Linked DNA regions of Zea mays: region 1 is linked to region 2. The links are chromatin contacts, called in public Hi-C maps. All regions are on one chromosome and are shown on one strand. The core of a region is the stretch at or near the end of the contact, and the rest is flanking DNA. Distances in the headings are between cores, read along the strand shown.

Region 1 (5,339 bases), core at 551-3,050, 170 kb after region 2:
GAGACTTGTTCTCAAATGCTATGAATTAAGAACAAGGCAACACAAAGGATATATTAATGGTTAATGCCCTTCGTCCTTTGAAGCATTATTTCCCTAACGATATAACGATCTTTGGACGAAGGTCATGAAGGAAGTACCTTCATCATCACAGTATATATAAATGAAAGATGAAGCATATGAAACATGAGAAATAACATGAATAATCATATGATACCATGTATATATCTTTTTTATATAATCATGAATGAATAAGAACAATATTGAATTACATTTGTACTTTCGGCTTGATAGAAGGCAAAGATACAAACGCGAGGCACGAGCAAGTACAAGTCAGCGTGAACACTACAAGGGTACTGTTCATCTATTTATAGGCACGGGACGTAGCCCGGACAAAATTACATTCGTGCCCTTGATAACTAATTATAACCATGACACAAGTTATCATGGACTAAACGGTCTTTTACTCTTTAAGTCGGTGCTGCCCTTCGTCTCAAGGCGCGTTGTCATGCCGAAGCACCCTAGATTGTAGCTTCGGCACCGCTTCTGTTTTGATCTTCCGAATGTGTTTCTTCTCACAGGACCTTCAGCGACAAAGCAGACCCCCAACAATATGGTTGAAACAACTATCAACTATAGATTCTGTAAGAGCATGATAGTTTGGTAACATGGATGACAACAATCCATGAAATCTGTCTAGAAGGTGATTCTGAATTGAACTAAATATATAGATTTTTAGGAATATGTTGTTTTATTGTACTTGTTCTTGAGATTTTAGATTTTTGGTAGTGAATTTGGTTCAGAAAAGTCAAACAAACACACCCTTAACAGACTATCGATTATATAAGTGATGATACATTCCACGGTCGATAGTTATAAAAAAGCTAAAATATGTATGGTTGAAACAACTATTAACTATAGATTCTGTAAAAACATGATAGTTTGGTAACATGGATGGCAACAATATAGAAAATCTGAGTACAAGTTGTTTCTAAATTGAATTAGAGACATATGTAGATTTTTAGAAATATATTTTATTGTTGTACTCGTTTGGTTGAGATATTGGATCTTTAGTAGAATCTGGTTTAGAAAATTGAACCAAACATAACTTTAAGCGACGTAAAAAACTAAAATTGTGCATAAAAGAAAATTTGAACTGTGTTTGTGCTTTAAATTAAACTCACGTCCATACTTACCTAACCAACTGAACAAACATATCATTATGTTTTATACGTCTCCTATCGTTTTCAGCCATAATTCTGGGTATCGCGAGCGACGCGCGAGGCTGGGAATAGCCGCACGGTGCGTTGTCACGTCCGAATCCTTCTGCCGTCGGGCGGCTTCGTCTCGGCTCCTTTTTCGCTGCACGTTTTGGCCCTTTTCCAGTAGAAGAAGCGTCTAAGGGGACGCGCACATGCGCCCGCGTGGCAGAGGCTGACCCGACCCCAAGGCCGAACGGGGGAAGGGCGGCAGCCCCAGCCTCCGGGTAGCGCAGCGGGGCCAGGAGCTCAGCTCCCCGCCTCGTCTGGGTCGGTTCGGCCCCGCTCCGACGCGTGGTGGGCGCGAGCGCGACCAGTCTGCGACCCCCGGCTTCAGGTCCGTTCCGCACCCCGCTTCGTCCAACCAATCGCCGCCGCGTCTCGTCGCATCGCCTCCTTTTCCCCCGCCCGCGCCCGGACGGCGGCCTCGCCTCGCCAGAAGAACCCAGGCTGCAGCCGAAACCCCCGGTCTCCGTCATCCGACCCCGCCTCGACGGCCCAGATCCACTTGCCGCCGCTGCCCTCGTGCTCCTCACTCCCTCGCCTCCTCCGGGGCCGCGGCTCCGCGGCGAAGACAGCTGCGAGCGGGGCGGCCATTTCTAGGCGGAAGCGCGGGCGGCTGGGCTAGCAGATTGATTGGTTTGAGTGGTTGGGTCGGCTCTAGGAAACGCCCCGCCGCGGCGATGGGGTGCTTCCATTCCACGGCGAAGCGGCAACACCCTGGCTACGAGGACCCCGTGCACCTCGCCTCCCAGACCGCCTGTGAGTTCGCCAATCCCATTCCTTGCCATACGCATACGAGCTACTCGCGTGAGTTCCTTTTTTTTCTTATTTAGTTTCAATGATTGCCGTTGTTGGAATGGGATTGGAGATGCCAAATGTTTCGTCTAGATATGGTGTAGTGTACTAGGATAGATATCTGTGTAGGAGCACTGGATGCATGCTGCATGATTCTTGCGTTTTCTGTAATTTCTAAATTTCCCTCACTAGATCTAGCTAAGTACGTGCTTTTGTTTTGCTTCTGTAGTCAGCGTTAGTGAGGTTGAGGCTCTATTCGAGCTGTTCAAGAGCATAAGTGGTTCGGTGATTGATGATGGCCTGATCAACAAGGTATATTCTATTGGTCGCCTCTGTATTCCTTATCATATTGCCAGCTTTGGGTATGAACGTCAAATATGCTCAGTAGCCATGTCATCGTTAGCTCTCCTTGCTGATCGTAAGACTGGAAAGTGAAACTGGTTCCTACAAGTTGTATTTTTAATCTCTTCAGCTTCTGAAATTATGCTGCAATTCCATTTTTATGTACTTTTTGTAGTTTTAGCTTGTAGGCACCAAGATTTACGTTCAAATGTTTGTTTTTGTTCTGCTCATGGTTGTTCCTTGCCAAGTGTTCCTTCTTTACAATACAACCCAATGATATATCAAGTGCTCTACTTTATATATCAAATTATCTCACACTTCTACATTTTTTCAATCAAAGATGCAATAATCGAAACATACTCATAAGTTATCTGTCTAGATTGGAGTAAGGTGCCTTCTCAGTTTACAGGTGCACAACAAGAAAATACCTCTTTGAAATACTCATAAGTAATATATCAATATTGGAGTGAGGTGCCGTCTAAGGTTATGGGCGTACGACGACGAAATACCTGTTAAAAAATAAGCTATTGTATCATGTGCCATTCATATTTTGGATAAGCTAAATTTGAACTGCATAACTAGAGGAAGTGTATTTTGGTTCTATATTTATTTCAAACACCATGTTATGTAAAGTTTTTTAACTGTCATGCTAAGTCATGCAGAATATCACTTTATGCCATTGAGAACTAAATTTTTTTGGACATAACAACCTAAGAGTGATTAATCTTCGCTGTCATTTTATATTGCGTAGGAAGAATTCCAGCTAGCACTATTTAAGAATCAGAGGAAAGAAAATCTTTTCGCCAATCGGGTATGCATCTGCTTGGCAACTATACTCATTTGAATTTCATCACTATTGTATTTTGCTTTATGCACTATTGCCATCAGTTAAATTGACATGAAACTGGCCTTGCAGATATTTGACCTTTTCGATGTCAAGAAAAGGGGTGTCATTGATTTTGGTGACTTTGTCCGAGCTCTAAATGTGTTTCATCCAAATATCCCAATGGAAGAAAAAGTCGATTGTAGGTTTTTATCCTTTTCATTTCATTTCATTATGATTTTTATCTCATCTTTCTAAAAAGTTTGAACTACCTGACAGTCTCGTTCAAGCTATACGATATGGATGGCACAGGGTTTATTGAACGAAAGGAGGTGATTTTCTGGACCCTTCTGCTTATATTTTCCGAACATATAGTTTCTACACGAAAATTAGTGAAATAGCTGTAAAGAAGTTCATTGTTGATGTTTGGTTGATTGGCCAGTGGCATCATTGTTATTAAAACGTCGTTTAAACGACGTTTAAGCGTCGTTTAAGCGGTAGAACGTGATTAGGATCTAAAACGTCCGCACGTTCTAAAAAACTGGTGTTGAACATCCGTTTTGGACGTTTAAGCGTCGTGTAAGCGTTCTACGGACGTTCTATGACGTTTTAAGCGTTCTACGGACGTTCTATGTGCTAATGGGTCTTTCTGGACCTTTAGTCGCTCCCGCCAGCTACCGTCGTCCTCAGCCCAGCCGCTGCGCCGCAGAACGCGCGGAGCTCTCCCGGTCGCGCCTGCTACCGCCGTCGGCCGTCCTCAGCCGCCCTCTAGGTACACCACCGGCCCCCGTCCTCCCTCCTCCCTCTTCCTTCCGCCCACAGGGCAGTGCGCCGCCGCTCCATTGCTTCACAGGCTAGTGCGCCGCCGCAGCTCCAGTGCTCCACAGGCCAGTGCGCCAGCCGCCTCTGCGCCACTGCTCCAGTGCTCCACAGGCCAGTGCGCCAGCCACCTCTGCTCCAGTGCTCCACACGCTACCTCTGCGCCAGCCACCAGTGTGGCTGCCCAGTGCTCCAGCCGCCAGTACCCATTGCTTCACAGACCAGCAGCTGAGGGACTAACCTGTAACCTCTGCGGCAGCCCCAAGATTTGTTGATTTTGCTCACATTGAATCAATCTCTATTTGCTGGCAGTGAATTTCAATTTCAACTTATGTATAAACTTATTCTATATTTAAAATTTTATGTCAAGTCTGAAAAGACGTTTCAACGTTCGTTTAAACGTTTAAACGTTGAAAAGTTGGTTCATAACGTTTTAACGTTTTACCGCTTTAATAACCATGAGTGGCATAGACGATTATTTACTGATGAACTAAGGGAAAACGATTAACGATCATTTACTGCTGATCTTAGGAAAGCTTTTTGTCCTTTCTTGGCTAGCTAAAACTTGTGTAATCCTACTGGTGCAGGTTAAGCAGATGTTAATTGCTCTCCTAGGAGAATCAGAAATGAGGCTATCTGATGAGATCATTGAGACAATCCTGGATAAGGTTCTTTTAAACATTTCATCAGAAATCAAATGGTTACTTTAGTCATAAATTGTTCCTGTGACCTAATACTGGAATTAAGACTTACAGCAAGTTATGTGAATGATGACAGACATTTTCAGATGCTGATGCAAATCAGGATGGAAAAATAGATAGAACAGAGTGGGAGAATTTTGTCACAAGAAATCCTTCCTTGATGAAGATAATGACTCTGCCATACCTCAAGTAAGAATGTACAAAATAGAAATATAGAATCATTTTATAGAGATTACACTTACAGGCTTCAGCAAATATGGTAGAAGATAGAAATTCAGAAGTATATATATCTTTATCTCATACCTAAATAAGTGAATGATATCATTTTAAATCCTAACTGATGCTTCTGCCAGCAAAAATGAAATATCTAAAATAACTGAGGATCGCTGCCAGGGTTTTTAAGGCGTCGCCTAGGCGTCCAGGCGCTCGGCTAAACCTTGGCGCCTTGCCCGCCTAGGCGCTAAGGCGCTCGGAGTGTTTGCTTGCTCGCCTAGGCGCCTTAAGAACACTGATCGCTGCTACTTGCACAATTTATTTGCCAGGAGTTCAGAATGTTTACTTGATCTGCAGTTACTTTTCTGTCACCAGAAGGCTGAAATA
Region 2 (5,132 bases), core at 277-2,776:
AGCAAGCAAGCAGACAATGGCAGCGAAGAGGAGCTGACACATGAGCCCAACACACAGCGCGCTTGCATTGCATTTGCATAGCAGCAACGTGCCAAGGTGTCTGTCTACTATCATGTGCTCTCTCTTGTGGCCAGATTCCTCCTCCTCCTTCTCTTCTTCCTCAGTAATCTTTAACAAGTGTTTTAGCTAGCTAGGTTCCATCTCCATCCATCCACTCTCTCTCTCTCTCTCTCTGTCCGTCCGTTCCTTGCGATGGTGCAGGCAGGCAGCTGCCACATGCGTGCGTGGATCGTGGACGCTATAGCCCGGCGACGTGCTGAGCAGCGTGCATGTTACTGCTGCATGCACGCGCCGTACTGTTGCGCGGCATGGCATGACGGCCAGGGCAAGCCTGTCGTGTCGTCCCGCCGGCGTGAGTGCCAGTGGTGACCGTCCCAACCCAACCAGATGTCTGCTCCACACTGGCATGTCATCATATTCTTTCTTTCTTTTTTTCTCTCTCCCTGACGAACAGCCATACTATCGCTGTTAGTATCTGCCACTCTCTCCTCTCTTCACCCGCTGCCATTTTATCAAAAAATTTAATCCACTGTCTTTTGTCACTGCTGAAGCTGACACCGACACTGTCTCGGGTTGACTAGTAACTGACAGACCAACTTGCATTGGGACCTGCTGTTCCGCACGAAATCCGTCAGGAAAACGTTTTCACCGTCTCTGAACTGAAGCACTTGTATCAGGGACAGAAGTACTAGGAGTGGCCGGAACACTGAACCCGGCGGTGTGCCGCGCACGGAAAAATGTTTGGCAGAAACACCGCACCTAGCTAGCTGGCCGCCGAAACTACTGCGGAGCACCTAATTCTCGCTGAACCGGAGCGCGCGGCATGCATCGTCGAGGTCACTGCCTACCTAACAGTAACAGACTAACAGCTGCGGAAACGACATGGGAACAGACATCGATCAGACTAACAGTAACAGATAACAGATGCGTTCGTCTCCGTTCTCTTCTCTCCTGCAACAGCGACATGCGCCGCCGGGTGATGATTTGTTTTTCAGAGCTAGCTTCGGATGCGCCGGGCCGTCGTGGAGGCCACGATACCTGTCCGTCACTCCATCGTCCCTGCAGGCAAACCTGACACGCGATCCAAGCTTGCTACCATGGATGGATACCTGACGTCCGGATCGACCAGAGGGCCTGCTCTGCCAGGCTTTTTATTACTGCACCCACCGTTACTACCTAGTACTACTAGCGTGGAGTAGTACCTCCGCTCTCTGCTGGCAGCCGACAAATGCTCCATCTGCAGTACGTAAAAAAATAAAAAGAAAAGAAAGTGACTCTCCATCCATGAGACCATGACATGGAGGGACCGAGGGAGGGGAGATGGCTTGGTTGGCAGGCTAATCATGCCAACTTGCAAAGCTCAAATCTTTCTTTTTTACGACGGCCTTTCCTAGCGTTTTCCCTCTCCCACCCTTTATAACCACCACCATCACCTCTCCTCCTTCCTCCGAAGCCCCAAGTAGTTCCCAAGGCAGGCAGCACCACCAACATAAAAGAAGAAGAAGGAGAACTGAAGCGACCAATAAGAATTCTCTCCACTCAGGCCACTCGCTCGGCCCATTCCCCGGACCCCGATCGACCCACCCATCCATCCATCATCCATGACGACGGGGGAGGGGGCAGAGGCGGCGGCCGTGCCGCGGGTGGTCTCCATCCTGTCGGCGCTGCTGCAGCGCGTGGCGGAACGCAACGACGCCGCGGCGGCGGCGCCGCCGCCGGCTGCTGCTGCTGGCCCCCCGGTACTGTCGGCGTTCCAGGGGCTCACCAAGCCGGCCATCTCCATCGGCGGCTACCTGGAGCGCATCTTCCGCTTCGCCGGCTGCAGCCCGTCCTGCTACGTCGTCGCCTACATCTACCTCGACCGCTTCCTGCGCCGCCGCCCCGCGCTCGCCGTCGACTCCTTCAACGTCCACCGCCTCCTCATCACCTCCGTCCTCACCGCCGTCAAGTTCGTCGACGACATGTGCGTGCTATATAGCTGCTCTGCCCTCCCTGCTTCCATCATTCACCTTTTAATAAATGGAAAATTTTACAGGCAAAAAAAAAACACAGTAGATTTTCAAGTCGAATTCCGCTCACCTTTTCACTCTAAAATACGGAAATGGAAAATAAAAACATACAGTATCTCAGCACAACTACGGTTCATCAAGTTGAATTCCGCGCAAGTGCTGGCTTCCGAATTCAAAAAACAAATTGTTCTGAAAACATTTTTTTTCACATGTAATACTAGTAACTACTCCGTTTCTTTTTATTTGTCGCTGGATACAGCGACAAATAAAAAGAAACGGAAGGAGTATATTAAAACGTGATTTAGTACTGGAGGTGCGTAATACATGTGGTGATCCCAAGAACTGTTCAGTACAGGCTGACGTTAAAAATCGACACTAGAAGTTCAGCGTCATGGTAGTCGTATAGATGAGATGGGCTTCGAAAATACATGATTCGGTAACTGGAGTTTTCGTTTGCTTTTGGCGTGATCATCGGCAGCACACTCCCATGCATGACTGTCACACATGGGATTTGGAATTGGAATACACACATGGGCCCCAGATCGGTCTCGGTAACCTTTTCCCTGTCACAGTTTCCAACTGGCATTGCATCAAAGACAAGCCACTGGGTTGGTCACAAGGACAGTTGTGGAACCCGAGGCTGATGACGCGCCCACAGCACACTCACACAGTCACACACAGCCTGCCTGCTGGCTGCTGCCGATCCACCACCACTCTTACCAAAGCACATTCACCTTGTCCTACCCAACCCCCTGTCTGTCTTCATCGCCTTCGAAAAACAAGCTACGTACAGCTGGACGAATGCGTGAACCATCCATTTTTTTTGGTTGTTAAAAAAGAATTCATACTCTCCTTCCTATGTCAGGGTGTGTGGTCTGCTGTTTTGTTTTGTACTATAGCTTCATTCACCTGCTGTGGTGTGGGCGCTGCAGATGCTACAACAACGCCTACTTCGCGCGGGTGGGCGGCATCAGCCTGGTGGAGATGAACTACCTCGAGGTGGACTTCTTGTTCGGCATCGCCTTCGACCTCAACGTCACGCCCGCCGCCTTCGCCTCCTACTGCGCCGTGCTCCAGAGCGAGATGGCCTACCTGGACGACGCGCCCGCGCCCGTCGTCGAGGCGCCCCCAAGGCTGCACTACTGCTACGGCGCCGCCGGCACGTCTGACCGCCACGACGACCCCGCCGCGGTCGCAGCAGCCGCCGCAGCCTGCCACCGTCACAGCAGCCAGCCGCAGCTCACTGTCTGATCGACCGGCCGTGCAAGCGTGCCCGACCGGTGGATGCAGCCGTTTCTTTTCTTTTCTTTTCTTTGTTGTCCTGGCGGGGCGCGCTGGCTGGTGGTGTCGACTCGTCTTCTTCCTTGGTGATGGTCTGTCTTGGTACATATGTGTTGGTCGTTCGTTGCTAGTGAGCTCTCGGGGTACGTAGTTCTGCGGCCTTAGGTGGATTGGATCGTACGTGGGTGGGGTCAGGATTCTTCTTGGGAAATTTTTGTTTTCACCATTGTTCGACGGATCATGCATGCATGGATCAATGAGAAAATGGATGGATCGGCTTGGGATTCTCTGTTCGGCGCGCGATTGTTCTTCCGGCCCGGTGGGTGCCTGTGCTGTGCGTGCGCATGTGAGTCACAGCACACCGCTTGTCGCCTGTCGTCTCTCTTTTCGCGTTCCCTTTTCCAATTTCCATCCCTTGTTAGGGCTTGTTCGTTTTGCTCTCAATCCATGTGGATTGGGTGGGATTGGATGAGTTTCAATCTCAAACAAATCAAAATCTTTCACAATTTTTTCCAATCCCATTTCATCCACATGGGATAGGAATAACCGAACAAGCCCTTAGTTGTTACTCCATCCAGTGGAGATTATTCGCCGCCGCAGCTGGTGCGGGGAGAGCAGGGAGCCAGGGATTGGACGTCGTCGTGGGATGCATGCATGGTGGAGGGCAAACGGGGGATTATTAGTCAGAACATGGCATGTTTCTCGGCTGTCCATCCCCAAAAGGCCAATACTGTGTGTGCGTCGTCCGAACAGGAAACGTCGTGTGCTCAGTTACTTACTTCTCAGTGACCTAAGACCTCTCTGAATGCACAGATCGAGATCCAGATCGAGCGGCTGAAACTACAGAGTGCCGGTGGAAGTTTCAGTCAGAAAATCTCGGTAGACCTGAACCTGATGTAGCGGATCGATCGCGGTGGAAGGATCACTGGAACAAGCGATGGCGTCATGGTTTGTTGCGTGTGACATGAAAGGCAAAAGGAAAGCATCAAGTTTTGCCGTCTCGTTCCTTGTTTTTTCTTTCTTTCTTTCTTTCGGTAAACGCAATCTAGTTAGTTAGGTATCATCGCAGATCAGAAACATGCCGTAACTATATATATACAGTAAAGTTACTGCAAATCCTGCCAAGTGACTAGTAGCTAGATTTGCTGCTTCATGGTGGAACACAAGTAAACGGTGACAAATTTGATCTCCGGTGTACGTCTGTAGGAGGATAGAAGTGGCTGATGAAACAAATGCCAATAATCTTAACCTTGTCTCTGGTGCCAGCGAAGGAGATCGAGCAAAAGTATATATAATCTGGTTGGCAGTCCATGTGAAGAAGAAGAACGAACTTTGGTGGAGGCACGGCACGGTGCAAGCAGCATGCACGCGTCGCGCTTGCGCAGTTGGGTGCGGCGTGAGCAGGACACGAGACTCACTCGATCCGGAACAGTACAGCCGGTCCTGCAGATGCGAATGCAGAGAGAGAGAGAGAGAGAGAGAGAGAGAGAGATGCCAGTAAAGAACAAGGATCAGAACGTGGTGGGCATGTAGATGTAGGGCTTACTTGCGGTCGTGGAGGGCAAGCGCCTTGCCGCGCGAGCCACCTTTTGCGCTGTGGCGTCGCCAATATACAACGCCTCTCGGTTTCGGGCACTAATGCGGTGAGCTGGACAAGAACATGGAGGGCCACGGGAAGTTGGAGCTGGGCACTCCTCCAGCTGCCAATGGTGAGCGTCCGGTGAGGCACGGCAGGATAAGCGAGCACGAGGGAAAGAGACGACGACTTCAAAAGGTCAGATG

What was found. Hi-C and Micro-C count contacts between places; a contact is called where the count stands out from the background.
Region 1: a Hi-C map of ear shows a contact between it and region 2, with 2.4 times the contacts expected there. The contact joins the promoter of LOC100191578 here to the promoter of LOC100502430 in region 2. A contact is called at or near these places in 2 of 25 Hi-C or Micro-C datasets (ear and tassel).

What each region holds. Positions count from the first base shown.
Region 1 is chr1:96,332,814-96,338,152 of Zm-B73-REFERENCE-NAM-5.0, forward strand. It overlaps LOC100191578, which reads left to right and starts at 1,801. Exons shown (of 8, transcript NM_001137008.1): 1 at 1,801-2,018; 2 at 2,284-2,366; 3 at 3,148-3,207; 4 at 3,313-3,421; 5 at 3,499-3,551; 6 at 4,626-4,706; 7 at 4,816-4,928. The coding sequence starts at 1,940.
Region 2 is chr1:96,167,064-96,172,195 of Zm-B73-REFERENCE-NAM-5.0, forward strand. LOC100502430 reads left to right here and starts at 1,527. Exons shown (of 2, transcript NM_001357792.1): 1 at 1,527-2,023; 2 at 3,002-3,456. The coding sequence starts at 1,662. The coding sequence ends at 3,320.